3 separate regions of the Mus musculus genome follow, and regions 2 and 3 are each linked to region 1. A link is a contact called in public HiChIP or PLAC-seq and promoter capture Hi-C data. All regions are on one chromosome and are shown on one strand. The core of a region is the stretch at or near the end of the contact, and the rest is flanking DNA. Distances in the headings are between cores, read along the strand shown. Region 1 holds the start of Agpat4 (1-acylglycerol-3-phosphate O-acyltransferase 4 (lysophosphatidic acid acyltransferase, delta)). Region 2 holds the start of Prkn (parkin RBR E3 ubiquitin protein ligase). Region 3 has its middle 7.8 kb from the start of Gm39565.

Region 1 (4,371 bases), core at 1,071-3,570:
TCGCGAGCATCCAAGCTACAGTCAAAGTCATGACATAGCCTGGCCTTCTGAGTCACCTTGGGGTACTTTGTTTCCACCCAGCTCCAGCTGTCTCCCACAGGTTAAACAAGTCACTCTTTCTCTGGATAGCTGAGAGGGGTCTGGTCTGTTTGGTTATTTACTACTTTCTTTTTGCATTGGGTTTGGGTCTGGAAACTTTCTGAGTGACATGCTGAGACAAGCCCACTACTCTCATGCTTTGGAAGGTCGGACGATAAGTCCATTGTCTTGTCCGGCAGAATGCTAAAGTAAGTTTGGCAAAATGAAAGTTGAATCATTATTCTGAGTACGTTTTTTTAATGTTCTGTACCCCTCACCTAATTCTCTTGTCTTTAACTCCATTTTTTTCTCTAGTTAGATTTGTTTGTTTTGAGGGTTTCTAGGGACGTTAGGCAAGTTTTCTACTACCAAGCAACAACCCCAGCCCTCTAATTTTGTGCCCTGTTCTTTAGCTCCCATTTGTAGAGAACTTTTGTATCTGAAATGCTTAAAATCTCTGGAACTATGGTCAGTTTTTAAGACCGAGATAAATAACAGTAGTGAGATAAAGAACATTCTAGAAACTACTGGTTCTTCCCGCTTCCACGTAGCCAAGAGGCTAGGGTTCCAAGCTATGATTGGGCTTTAATAACCTGAAAGTAACCTGAGGCCTTTTAAATTCTTACCACAGATAATCTCAGTAATACAGGACTCTATATTGGTACCAATAAGGAAGGAATTCTGGTACTGGGCATGCACATTAGAAGAGGGTCCATTATCAGGCTTGCTTCAGAGGTACTGAATATAAGCAGCACCCAAAACCACTAATGGGCCTGCCTTCTAAGCAATGAATTATTTGTATCAAGTTTTGTCCACCTCTGCTTATTACTGGGTAGGTGATAATTTCCTCTCGTGTCTTAGTTTTCTTCTGAAGGTTTGTTTTTTCCTCCCTACGTTGCACCAGAAGGATATCATACCTCTAACTTGGGAGTCTTAATTGTTTTTCTCAAAAGGAACCTTACCCACCCACCCCCGATATACAGAGACACACATGCACACATCCACACTACGTTTCCCTCCTCTTGAGATAACTTTTTCCCCCCAGTAGGAGATGCTGAGTGATAACTTCAGATGAGCAGATCCGTGCCAGGTTTGGAAAGACTAGAGGGTAAACACTGGGTAATCCAGGTGAGAGCACCACAGAACAATACCCTAGAGACCCAGCTGGGTAGTTAGCATTTCTTATGCTAACTGAACTTTGATTTGTGGCTAAATGAAGTTCAGAATAGAGCCAAGACTCGTTTTATACATGTTTAGACTTGTGGGTGAGCCTGAACAGCTGATAACATATTTACCAGTGTGAATTATCAGGTACTTTGCAACACTTTATTTCAATGCAGTATCCTCCTATAAAGAGTTAAATCCCCCTGCCCCTCTTAGTTTGTTCAATATCATGTCTTAAGAAATTAGTTAAGTTTCTAAAAGCTGCCCTTAATACTGGAAAGCTTCAAAAACATAAAAGAACTCCCTTTAAAAATCCCGACATATGATGGAGAACCCAGAAGCTTAAATTTAAGTAAATAAAGCGGTGATTACAAATGCCTGTTTCCTTGACAACTCCCCTCCCCCAGCCCTCCTGCGATAGGGAAAAACCAAAATGAAAACGAGAGGAGGGGGTATCTACAGAGTCACGTTGCGTTCCAGCGAGGCCCAGCCAGGCCAAGCCCAGGAAGGAAATACAAATAAATCAATTTAGATTGGGACTGTATTTTTGTGGAGTATATTTTTGTGGTTGTCATAGAAACACCAGAGACAGAAGAACGTGTTGCACGAAAAGAGAGCCCGTATATGTAACAGGAGCCATCGCTACACCTTCACGGTAGCCAAGAAAATGCTTCCACCCTGGGAGGGCTGCTCGCAGAGCCCCCAGAAAGCTCCTCACAATCTGGCACAAAGCAGTGGTCGCGGAGCCCCGGTGCTCCTCCCTCTGCCCCCACCCCCACCCCCGCATCATTCGCTCCAACCCCACCAGCATCCCGCTCCGAGCCTATCCCTTCCAAAGTACTAGGAAACCAGCCGAGCAGAGGGACCCCTGCCAGAGAAGGGCATCCGATCATCACACGCCACACCCCAGGAGAAGGTGCCTGGTAATCGTACCAACACCACCTACCTCGCTCCGGGCAGTTCTTTGCATTGGTGCTCACAAGCCAGAACTGCGAGGCAGGAGCCTGAGGTTCAGAAACTGCCTCTACTTTAGAGAAGCTGTAAGTCAGCCAACACTGGAAAGAAAAAGCGAGACTCCACCCAAAGGGGTGGACCCTTCGGGAAGGGAAAAAAAGGTGGTCCTCGGCTGACGTCTCTCCCCACCCATGTCACTTCCTTTTAAAGCTACGACTTAGCAGCTACTGGGAGGGAAGCTCGGACCCCGTGTAACATGAGTCACCCTCTCCTTCCAATGAGTGTAAAGAAGTGTCCAGCTCGGCCTCCTGTTGGAGCCAGATGGGGATTGGGATCGAGTAGTCACCCGCGTGGATAACAAAGCCATCCCAGTGGCCTGCCGCCACTCGCCCAGCTCAAGAGCCCTGTTGCATCCCCGTGCAAACAGCCTGAGAAACCTCGGCCTCCTGCCCTGGAAATTGCCCCCCCCCCCACGCCCCAAGTCCCCTGTGCCATTTCGTTTGGGGGTGGGGGTGGGGGGAAAACAGGATGAAAGCTGAAGCCCGCGCACTCTAGTGCCTTGCTCACCTCTCCTGGCCACCACTCCGCCAGCCCGGAAGCCCCTTCCAAGATCACGCCCAGCGTTCCCGAGACTAGGACCAACAGACCTAGGATGCCCGGAGCTCCTGTGGATGGATGCTCTCCTTCCAAAGCTGGGTGCCAGCGGGTGCCAGGACTGCCTACTCATGCTAGTGCGCACAAGCAGGCAACACACACATGCACATGACATTTACACTCTTGTTAAGTTAGCAAGGGTCTGAGCAGATTAACCGAACAGAGTCCTGAAACTTTAAGGGGGCGGGGGGGGGGCGGTGTTGGAAGTGCGCAAAGGCCAGGTCTGTGACATTCCTGGAAAGGTGAATTCAATCTCTGGGTGCCTAAAGTGCCCTTCAAATACGGGCTGTTCAAGACACTGTCGCAGATGTTTACATATTTACAGAAAGAATGCCCCGTGGTCGCTCTACTTTCTAGCGCGAGCAGTACTGAGAAGTTCCTCCTCCAGGCTGCAGAAGCACGGCAAATAGCTTGCCCTGCAGACAGGAGCCAAGAAGAAGGTACTCAAGAAGCAGGAAAAGGGTTTGGACTTTGACATCCTGAAGATCATCTAGAATGTGAGAGGAGCAAAGCCAAATGGAGTGAGGGTGGAGGGCATAAGGAAGAATCCAAACCGAAAGCCCATTTGTGGGGTGTAAAAATTAACTTGAACGGCTAGCAAGGGCTATAAAAGTTGTTAGTAAAGAGTTTCCTATAAGTACTGGAGAGATGAGGTGGCTCCGGGTTTAAGAGTGCTTACCGCTCTTGAATAAGTCAGGGTTCAGTTTCAGGCACCTGGCAGCTCACAATTGCCTTTAACTCTACGGAATCCATCACTCTCTGATGTTGGCCAGGGGCACCTGCATGAATGTGGTGCACATAAACTCACATAAGTACACACGCGCGCACGCATATACACACACACACACACACACACACACACACACACACATAACATAAATTACTCCGAATTTTTGTTCTTGGAATCCAATGTAATATTTAAGTTCTTGTTCTTGTTAACTCTAGCTTCTAGAACATTCAATCCCCTCTGGCCACATAGAGAAATGGTCTCAGCACCCCCTCTCCCCAGTAAAATTCTCTCTTATAACTTTTCAAGTTATATTTTGTGACTTTTTTTAAACATTGACCATACCATTTTATTTATTTTTTTTAAGATTTATTTATTTATTATATGTGAGTACACTGTAGCTGTCTTCCACACTCCAGAAGAGGGCATCAGATTTCATTAGAGATGGTTGTGAGCCACCATGTGGTTGCTGGGATTTGAACTCAGGACCTTTGGAAGAGTAGCCAGTGCTCTTAACCGCTGAGCCATCTCACCAGCCCATATTTTGTGATTTTATTGTTGACGGGAATCAATGAGTTTTCCAAAAATACTTTCCAGATAGTTAATTTTTTTTTCATAGTGGCATTTTGGGTGGAAATTTAATTTTAGAATTTGAGACTTGTTGCTGGATGTTGTGGAACATGCCTGGAGTCTCAGCGCTCAGAAGGCAGAGACAGGTGGATGGATCTCTGAGTTTCAGACCAGCCTGATCTACAGAGCTAGTTCCAGGACAGCCAGGATTGTACAGAAAAACC
Region 2 (4,742 bases), core at 1,883-4,382, 1.3 Mb after region 1:
TGTAAAACTCAATCAGTATAAAATGAATGACTCATCCTAAAACTCCTTTCAAATTAAAATACTCTACCCTTTATCAATAGAGAAGACAATTTAGAAAGAAGACACTTTCTGGCAAGTGATAATAAATGTATGCTAACACTGAGAGAGAGGCCAGGACTCCAAGTCACCAGCACGCCTATGCTATGACTACTGAAAATGTATTTAAAAGGCAGGGTACTTTCCTAACCAATAAATCTGATAAAATTGAAGAATAGGCAGGAATTAATGTGATTTTTTAAATATGCAAACAGTTAAATTCTCGAAGTGATTTTAAACAAGATATAGGAAATAATATTTTAATCAATTAAAAAAAAACAATACTTTTGAATGGAGCCCAAGGTCTTCTGCACCTTAGAATACTTCACTGAGCTACAGTTCTATTTTAAATATCTTCTGTAACATGGGGTTTTAATTTAAGAACTTTCTTTTTCAATTGTATGGGTACTCGTGTGCTTTAATAGCTGATATTATCAAATGCCTAAATGTATAGTACATTTAGAACAATTCTCAATTGTCACTACTAAAAATCAATTTTAAACACAAAGAAGTGCTCATTTTTTTTAAATTTAAAAAAAGTTTTAAAATAGGTGCTCAAAATTATGTTTTTCTCAGTTAAATTTTCTTATTATGAATCCCTTCTCCATGCCTCACAAAGGCAGACTTTTCATTAACTTCAATAAAATTATGGTTTAACTCTCTCTAGGTCAAGGCATTTAGCATGTCAATCATAATCCAAATGGGAGATGTAAGTACTTTTGAAGCCATCTCCATGACAAGAAGGAAACCCTCTACTTTGAAACAACAAAAGGAAAATTATTTTATGGGCAATAAAGTATTAGTCTCCTTTCCTCTTATTTGGCCAGGAAGCCAATCCAGAGGATTCTTCTCAGAGCAAGGACTTCACTGACAGAGTGCAGTATTTCCTTCACTAGGAGAGTACTGCAGGGGGAGAGAGCTCAAGTACAGAAGGCCTCAGCTCTCAGTAGTGCTATGCAGAGGAAGACACTGCTCAGTCCCTGGAGCTATTTGTGTGTCCTTTGCTCTGTAGCAGATCTCTGTGCAGTTCCTGTCGGCCCTTGTTTCCTGTTCAAGGATTAGTCATAAAAATGCAGAACTATTCCTCCCAAAGCTTCCTCCGGATTGGGTTCCCTCTCACCTGCTTTAGGTGCTGTCACCACACCCAAGCCTCCAACCTGGCAATTCAGAACTTCATGAAAATGCGGCCACCAATAATATTAGGCAATACAACTAGTTAAACAAAACAATGTAACATTGTTTGTGTAGGGTTTTTGTTTTTGAATGGAAGTTCCTTTTCATGGGGCAGGGGACAAGGATACAATCATTTGTGTTAAAACGCACACTTATTCACCCTGTAAAAAGAGTAGCCAAAGAAAGAAGAGTTTTAAATCTGTCTTCTATTTCCCTGGTTTTTATTACTAATTAATTTAATTGTAACATTCAAATGGCACAGTTCTTATTAAGAGGGCTCCAGGTAAATCTAAATAAAGCTGGCTAAATTGTGTTCCATCCTAAAGTTATTAATATAATAATTTATGAGACTTTAAAAATAGTTTTAAGTTTTAGGTCTTAATTTCCTATATTTATATAGCCTTAGGGGACATTTGCTTATCAAAATCATCCATGAACTAGTTTAAGTTGAAAGAAACTAAACGTGTGTAATTGTTTTCAAAATATGAGGTATTTCTCTCTTGTAAAATCTGTATTTTTTTTCCTAATCTGTCCCACTTGGTTCGCACTAATCAGTTCAGATTTGGGTTTACAAACGACTCTTAAGTAAATGTCACTTAAAAGCTTAGTGCCATTCATAAAAATGTATACTTTTTTTCTTAATTTAACAAGTTTCCAATTCATTCATCCAAAATACACACTGCCCTATGGAGGGAAGAAGCAGCTAGACACCATGAGCGTGCACCTCTGCTTCCAGGAGCATCTTAGCTGCCTAGCATGACTCTCAAGAGGAAGAGAGGAGGGCTGCACACTTGTAACATTACTTTTATGAGTTAAAACAGACTCGGCTACTTTCACCGTGTAACGCATTTACTTCATAAATGCACCTCTCATCCATCTTCTAGACACATCTCAAATAGACCGACTTCAGATGTGCTTAGTGCGATACCTGTCAGGCATATATCACAAACAAGTTCACTACATCTTCAGAACATCACTTGGATGGGGGCGGCGAGTCTACAGTAACGAAACCTCCAAACGGGAATGTGCGCTAAATTATGCATTTATTTCTACTTATCCCGGAGGAGAACCCAAAACGTGGCTTCACATATAACATCTCTGTCAGGGAGGTCCTTTCCAATCTGCCTACTTCACACTGCTTAGAACAACCCTAGTGGCCACTTCCAAAGCTGCACTGGTCAAACTGCACCCAGTCACAAACTGTAGTGGGGGAAAAAGCCATCTTTGCAGTTATCTACTCGGCTAGTCTTTCGTCTCAGATCTCCGAGGACACATTTAAAAAGACAGAACTGAGGTGCGATCTCCACGAGGCAGATGCTTTCCTGAGATTTTCTTTAAGTCCTAGGGTGTGTGAACTCGCCCTGAAGTGAAGGACAGCTTGACCGAAACAGACCTGGGCTGGTCACCCCGTGGAGCGGCAGGGCGAGCCCCGCCGTCGGGGGTCGCAGTGGAGCACGCGGGTGTCCGTGGGGATACAGTCTTCAGCGAGCTAACCTTGGCTAAGGCAGGTTGGAAACTCATACCTAATGCTCTAGCACACACCGGACCAGGCTATGGGCGGGGGGGGGGGGGGGGGCGGGCCGAGGAAGCCCACAGAGCGGACGGAGCGCGGCACGCACGCCTCCGCCGTGACACTGACAGGTGGCTCGGGTCGGCCCCCGAGGATCCCACTCGGACCCGTGGGGTGTGACGTGGTGCCACACACGGACGCGGGGCGGCGCGGAGAGATTGTACCTGGCAGGCACCCACGTACCTATCATGGTCACCGGGCGGGTGGTGGCTGCGGGTCGAGAAGGACCTACGCGGGCACTGGCGCCCGCCCGAGCCTCCCACCAGCGTTTCTGTCAGGTTTAGTCATCCAGGCCTCCTCCCCCTTCCCCTCGCGAGCCAGGCGGGCGCAGTGCGCACGCGCAACCACCCGCCCCTAGCGCGAAGCCTGCTGGGAGGCGTAGTTTTAACCCGTAAGATTCGCCTCCGGCAGCTGCAACTGTCTTCGCTGGTAACCTTTTCCGGAAACGCTCGTCACGGAGGGGCGGGACTAGCGTCTCCTAATGTTGACTAATCGCTTAGCAACCGGGAGGCTTACACCTTTGGAAGCTCTTAGAGACTCTAGCCTCGGATCCCAGCCCTCTTCCCGCCCCTCTCCTCCCCTAAACTCCCTCCACCTTGGTGCTGCCAAACATCTGGATCTCCCTGGGCAGCACGAGGGGTTGAATTTCTACCACTAGAGCCTTTTAGAGTGTTTTCCCGACCCCCTGCTCACTTCTGTAAAAGCCACTGGTTTTTCTTCCACACCTCTGATAAGAACAAGACGTTTTCTAGGAAGAATGTGGTAGAAAAAGAGACCCTGACCTTAAACAAATGCCCAGACAAGATGCCGAAGAGGACTAAACTGCTGCCACAACAGACGTTCCAGGTGCACCAGCCTCGTTCCCTGGTTTCTGAGGGCTTCACAGTCAAAGCCATGATGAAAAACTCAGTCGTAAGTGATCTTCCTCGATTGAACGCACTTGCTCCGAATCAGGGGACATGTGGTTGTAGAGGATGACAAGCCCTGGGTCCTGGTACTGTTTACCAGAACTGGCAATGACTCGGTCAGTAGCAGACTCTGCCCGACAGTGTGCAGAGATGTAGGCTAGGTGGTTAAAGAACCTTTGGGGCAGGCGATGTACTGAGTTAGCGTATAAGCACCTTCTTGAGCAAGTGTGCTTTCTCCACTACCCCAAATTACACTTAAGCTGTTTCACTGGTAAGGGGGAAAAAAATCCTTATCTTTATTGTAAACTTAGTCCACTCAGTACAAGACCTTCTGGAGTGAATGCTCTTAGAAGTCATAGGCTTTCAAAATTTAACACGAACCAGTATGAGACACATAAACTCATCAGTAATATATACTAATTTATCTCATCTGGGACATTTTAGAATGCCTTAGCATTTACTCAGCAACATTCTGACAAAAAAAAAGGTATTAACCTGTTAAAGTATTCAAAAATTACTTATGTGAAGACTGGTTCCTGATAGGCCTTTTAAATACATTTTAAACAATATAAGCTCTATTTCAAGTGTCTCTAATAATACAAGCCCTATTTCATTTTTATGAGTTGTGATAATACAAATAAAATATTCTTAACACGAATAGGGGAAAATATTCAAAGGCACACAAACGGTTTAGCTATATGCCTAATACTGCTTTTCAATCTTCTTGTTTATTAAATACCATATGATTTGGTATGCTAAACCATGTTTGTCTACTGAGTGGGCACCTGTTTAGGAGTGTGAGAGATTTAATACTAAATGTAGTTTTCAATTTTGTACAATTTACACCCTGAGAGGATCTTATTATACAGCAATTCAATATATTAGCTTAATAGTGTTCTTCGTTGTCCCACTATATTTCTACTTATATATTGCAAATCTTATACATACCACTTAGAGGACACAAATGAAGTAGATTACCTGTAGACTTCCAGCTTGGATTCCTATGTTGCTATTGT
Region 3 (4,455 bases), core at 1,612-4,111, 1.7 Mb after region 1:
TACCAGCACTTCTAGCACACCCTTAAAGCAGCTGTGTTTAGAACAACTCATTACTACACCAAGAGCTGAGTGAGATGGTATCTGTGCATGCCTGCGTAGGGGGATATTAGGCAGAGATAAGTGACCCCTGACATGCCTGTAGTTGACACCCAGGCACATATTGAAATATGCTGGTTTGTCACACAGCAGAAATTCTGTATTCTTTAAAGAACACACGGTTCACAGCCTCCTGGCCCGGCCCCAACCAGGTGCCACCTGTGCCCTCTTTTTCTCTCTAGGCTCCTCCAAGGTAGAGATTCCAAAGTAACTGAGCCTCAGAGGAGGCCGACTCCCCAAAGCTTGAATGTGAAACAGAGCATCCCTACACACATTCAGCCCCACAACTCTACCTGATATGTGTAGAGAGGAGGGGGGAGAAAAGGCTTTCCCTGGTCTCCTGGCATCCCGACCCATGCTTAGCAGCAGTGTGATGGTCTTACCTATCCCCACGTCTCCCACCCCGAGTGATTTCCTCCCATATCCCAGTAGTGTTCCCCTTCCCCGGGCTTCCTCCCTTTGCCTTCATCCTCTGTCTTTGTAGACATTGCTAAGCTTTCTTAAGGGTGTCCCATACTTAATCAACTTGTAATACATTTGGGTGGGGCAGTGCCACTGGCCAGCTACACTTTCCATACCTGTCCTCAGCTGTGTCTGTCTGTCACTCATGTAGGTCGTCTGGGAAACCGCTGCAGGTACAGGGTGGGAGGGCAAAAGGCAAGATGATCGGGAAGGGTTATACAATGGCAGTTTCAACCTGAGGTAGATCAGCTCAGGGGCACAGTGGAAGGCGGCCAGGCCAGAAGAGTCAAACTCACACAGCTCTATTAGCTCTGCCATTCTCTTGAAAGATGAACCAGAAAAGAGGACAGGCAATCCTGAGGCACACCCCTGTGGCTGCTGCAACTGAGATCCCTTGTAGGGCAGCAGGATGGGGGTGAGGGGTGGGGAGTGGGGAGGTGAGGATAGGGCGGTGGGGGAAGGGGAGTGTTGGGTGTGCTCCTGAGCACGCTGTCCTGCTGCTTCTTCACTGCTGTTCTTTGGAAAAGGAATTAATTGCCTCTTTTCCTTGACCATTAACGGAAGCCACACGACCCAGCTGTCACCCTTCCCTGGTATTACTGTGTATCACTGTAGCCAGTACCTAGCCAACAGCCTGCTTCAAATGGAGCTTAACTCATCCCCTAGTCTACTCCTGCAGTCAGCACTCAGGATGAAGAGCAGAGAAAGGGATGATGACTCTAGGGTGTGTGTGTGTCCATATTCATGTGTGTCAAAACCAGAGGTCAACTTCTGCTATGCACTGTGAGTTTTTGAAACAAGAGTCTATCATTGGCCAGGAACTCTCCAGCTGGCTGGTGAGCCCCAGTGATCAACCAGTCTCTGCCTTCCCAGCACTAAACTAAGATTAAAAATGGCCCACCTTCCTTCCTTTCTCTCTTTCTTTCTAACTGAGTGTCTGTCTGTCTGTCTGTCTGTCTTTTATGTGCATTCTGGGAATCAAACACCCAGGCCTTTGTGCTTGCCAGGGAAGCAGTTTACAAACTGAGCCATCTCCGGAACCCCTGACGACTCTTGTTAATGTGTCAGTGTGGCTGCCTTCATGGAATAGTAGCAGGAGGAAGAGAACATGACAGGCCCTAAACCTTCCTTGGGGTTCAGAGGATCAGAGAAGCCTGCTGGTCCTCAGCCCTCTGAGTTCTGTAGGGCCCTCAATGACACAAAAAGATACTGTGGATCCATTCAAGGGCCCCTTGGTTGCACAGCTCAGTGCTTGAGTCCCAGCAATGTCATGTCAAAACAGTCCTAAAAATAAGGACTGATGTCAGGAGGCAGTAGTCTGAGAGTCAGAGATGTGGGGCAGAAAGAGAATCCACCACCATCACCACCCCGCAGCGGTGGTCCACGCTGTTTCCCTTCCTACAGACAATGAAGAACTGTGTCCACAGAGGTTCAACTCCGGCTTCAGAAGCACCCTAGGGTGCTCACTTCTCAGTGATGATCTGATCCCTGTAAGCTGTGACCTCTGACCTACACTCCCAGGCTGGTGCTCAGCTATGAGTCTGAGAGGTACCTGGGCTGCAGCCAGAGCTCTGACCACCTCCAGGACAGTGAGCATCTCTGCTGGCCTCCCAACTCTTTACATAGCTAGCATCTGCTGGGTCTGGACAGGGACAGAAGAGGGATATGGACATGTGGCCACCAGTACATGGGACCCTACAGGCAGCTCACTCCCTAAACATCCAGGGAGAAGCTTCGGGTCTCCCAGGACCAGCTGCTGCCGACCGACCGTCACTGGGACCCTTTTTCTTTTCTGATCGTTCACATGTTAGGATCTGTAGAAGCTCGTAAGACAGCCAAGTAGTTACGAGCTCAAAAGCTTTGAGAGAGATTTTCTCTGAGGACTCGTTAATGTGATGTTTAATGGAATAGTCCCCTATCTGAATCCTGCACTGGAGCTTTTAATAGAGCTGATAAGCGCTGGGCAGGGCATGTGGCAAAGCAGACATGCCTGACACCCTCCTCAGCAGGGAGGGGACTGGACAAAGAAGGAGGAATGATAGGGCAGTAGGAAGATGGGGGTTCACAGACTGACATTAAAAACCCGCAAACAGGGTGGGAATGGTACCCCATCCGCAGGGTAGCTTAGTGGGGTAGTTAAAGACACATTCTAGTGGCCAAGCTCCGTGGAGCCGCCTCTCAGAACTACCATTAACTTGGATAAAAACCATAAATTAGCCCAACCATGAATACAAGCATTGCCTACTCCACCCCCTGCTACCCCACCCTGGGGCCTAAAATACTCAGGCAATTCTTGCCAGGTGACTCATGACTTCCTGGGCCCACCCCGTTGGCCTATCGCCCCACCTCCCTGGCAATATATACATGCTGAGGGAATCTCTCTGAGTATTTTTGGGAGACAGCTGTTTGCTCTTCTAGTCAAGAGTCTGAGAGGCACAGGCACAAAGTGGGCTGGACCCAGGAACTGGAGTCAGTAAAAGTGGGCAGAAAACATGGATGTCTGGATGGCCCTGCAGCTTTCTCTGGTTCAGGGAACGGATGGGCAGATGGCAACGTCTCCGTCTGAGGGTGGAGGAGGGCATCTCATTTCTCACCAGAGATTTCAGAGATGAAATGAAGGTGTTCTCTCCCCGGTGTTCAATTCACTGCACAGACATGAGGCAACCCACCTGGAATGTGCTAAAGCTTAGAATCACGGGTGTCTTCAGGCTGTAGAGAAACACCTCCAGACTCTCCTGTCTTCCTAAGGCTGGGATCCCATTCAATCCCGAAATATTAGGTGTTTCTTCACAGGAATTTTAAAAGGGGATGGGATAGAAGGCATTTGATGAAACAAGAGTAACAGATACCAACCTTTCTGATTTGTACTCTGTATTATACACAAACACATTCAAAGAGTCAATGTGGAGACTCATGCCTGCAATCCCAGTACTCAGGAGGGGAGATAGGAGGATCAGAAGTTGAAGACCAGGCTTGGCTACCAGAGAACCAGTTGTATAGTGTTCCCTTTGAATAGAGGAATAAGGGAAGCTTGTAAGACTCAGGAAGTAACTGAAATTTACAAGGATGAGGAAGGAAATTCCAGACAGCACCCAAACTTAGAACATTTACAAGGTTCAACCCCCCAAGGTTACATAAGCAATAACAATGGCTAGGGATGAGGAGTCTCCAGTCTGACCAGCTGCTTGCAAGCCATGCAGGGAGCTCAAGGACATGTCTTCTGTGAGTTGTCACCCAGGCTAGGGTGGGACTTTTCAGAGATACAGCTACCATTATGTCACCTGTACTCCTCTAAGTAATTCCAACATGCACGCTGGTTCACAAAGCTAGAATTAGATAGAACTGTTACTTCGGTCTGCTGCTGGTGCCCTGTCTAGGGTAAGTGAACTTTTAATCACATTTCAACAGGAAAAGTGTTGAGGTTTGATCTGTAGCTGTGTATTGTGATGCTAAATTCTGTACCAGAAGGTCTAGGCCTTTAAGTGAATTCTTACATTTACAAGCTTTTGTTCTGCAAACCTTGTTCCTTAATTTAAAACTGTTGATTAAATAAAACTGGCTATAGCCAATTCCTGGAGGGGTTAGAGGTGGGTGGGTTTTGAGTTACCTGACTTGGGATGAAGAGGAACATTAAGGAAAGAGGAGAGACCAAATGAGGAGGAAGAACAAGGAGAGGAGGAAGCCACCATGAGGGGAAGTGGATCATGAGCATGTAACGTGGCCAGGCGAAACAGCAAGAGACTGGGGTTCACCACTGGTAGGTAGCCAGGCCAGCAGTGAGAAGGGTAGATTAGGGGTGAGCCCCCAGTAATTGTTAAAGCCAAATAAAATAACCATAGTCTGAGTCTCATTTATTTGTAAGCTAGTCGGGGATAAACTTATATTAGTTATACTACA

The links. Promoter capture Hi-C pulls out the DNA fragments that hold promoters and counts their contacts. HiChIP or PLAC-seq counts read pairs in DNA pulled down with a chosen protein or histone mark.
Region 2: a contact with region 1 is called in a promoter capture Hi-C map of liver, with 4 times the contacts expected there. The contact joins the promoter of Prkn here to the promoter of Agpat4 in region 1. A contact is called at or near these places in 4 of 39 promoter capture datasets (cranial neural crest, hippocampal neurons, liver and 1 more).
Region 3: a FOXA1 HiChIP or PLAC-seq map of pancreatic cancer cells shows a contact between it and region 1. The contact joins the enhancer-like site here to the promoter of Agpat4 in region 1. A contact is called at or near these places in 5 of 39 promoter capture datasets (the 3T3-L1 cell line, embryonic stem cells, hippocampal neurons and 1 more), 3 of 115 datasets of contacts at active chromatin or transcription factors (embryonic stem cells and pancreatic cancer cells) and 1 of 9 other capture datasets (liver).

The regions. Positions count from the first base shown.
Region 1 is chr17:12,117,233-12,121,603 of GRCm38.p6, reverse strand. It overlaps Agpat4 (1-acylglycerol-3-phosphate O-acyltransferase 4 (lysophosphatidic acid acyltransferase, delta)), which reads right to left and starts at 2,320. Exons shown (of 9, transcript NM_026644.2): 1 at 2,189-2,320.
Region 2 is chr17:10,838,749-10,843,490 of GRCm38.p6, reverse strand. Prkn (parkin RBR E3 ubiquitin protein ligase) reads right to left here and starts at 3,132. Exons shown (of 12, transcript NM_016694.4): 1 at 3,002-3,132. The coding sequence starts at 3,008. It overlaps Pacrg (PARK2 co-regulated), which reads left to right and starts at 3,300. Exons shown (of 5, transcript NM_027032.2): 1 at 3,300-3,730. The coding sequence starts at 3,623.
Region 3 is chr17:10,377,112-10,381,566 of GRCm38.p6, reverse strand. No RefSeq gene overlaps it. Among named protein-coding and RNA genes, the nearest start is that of Gm39565, 7.8 kb to the right of the region's middle. Within about 2 kb of position 2,861, at least 56 of the 459 cell types and tissues checked have an H3K27ac peak or open chromatin away from gene starts, as enhancers often do. A contact at or near this core is called in embryonic stem cells and pancreatic cancer cells, where this site is marked.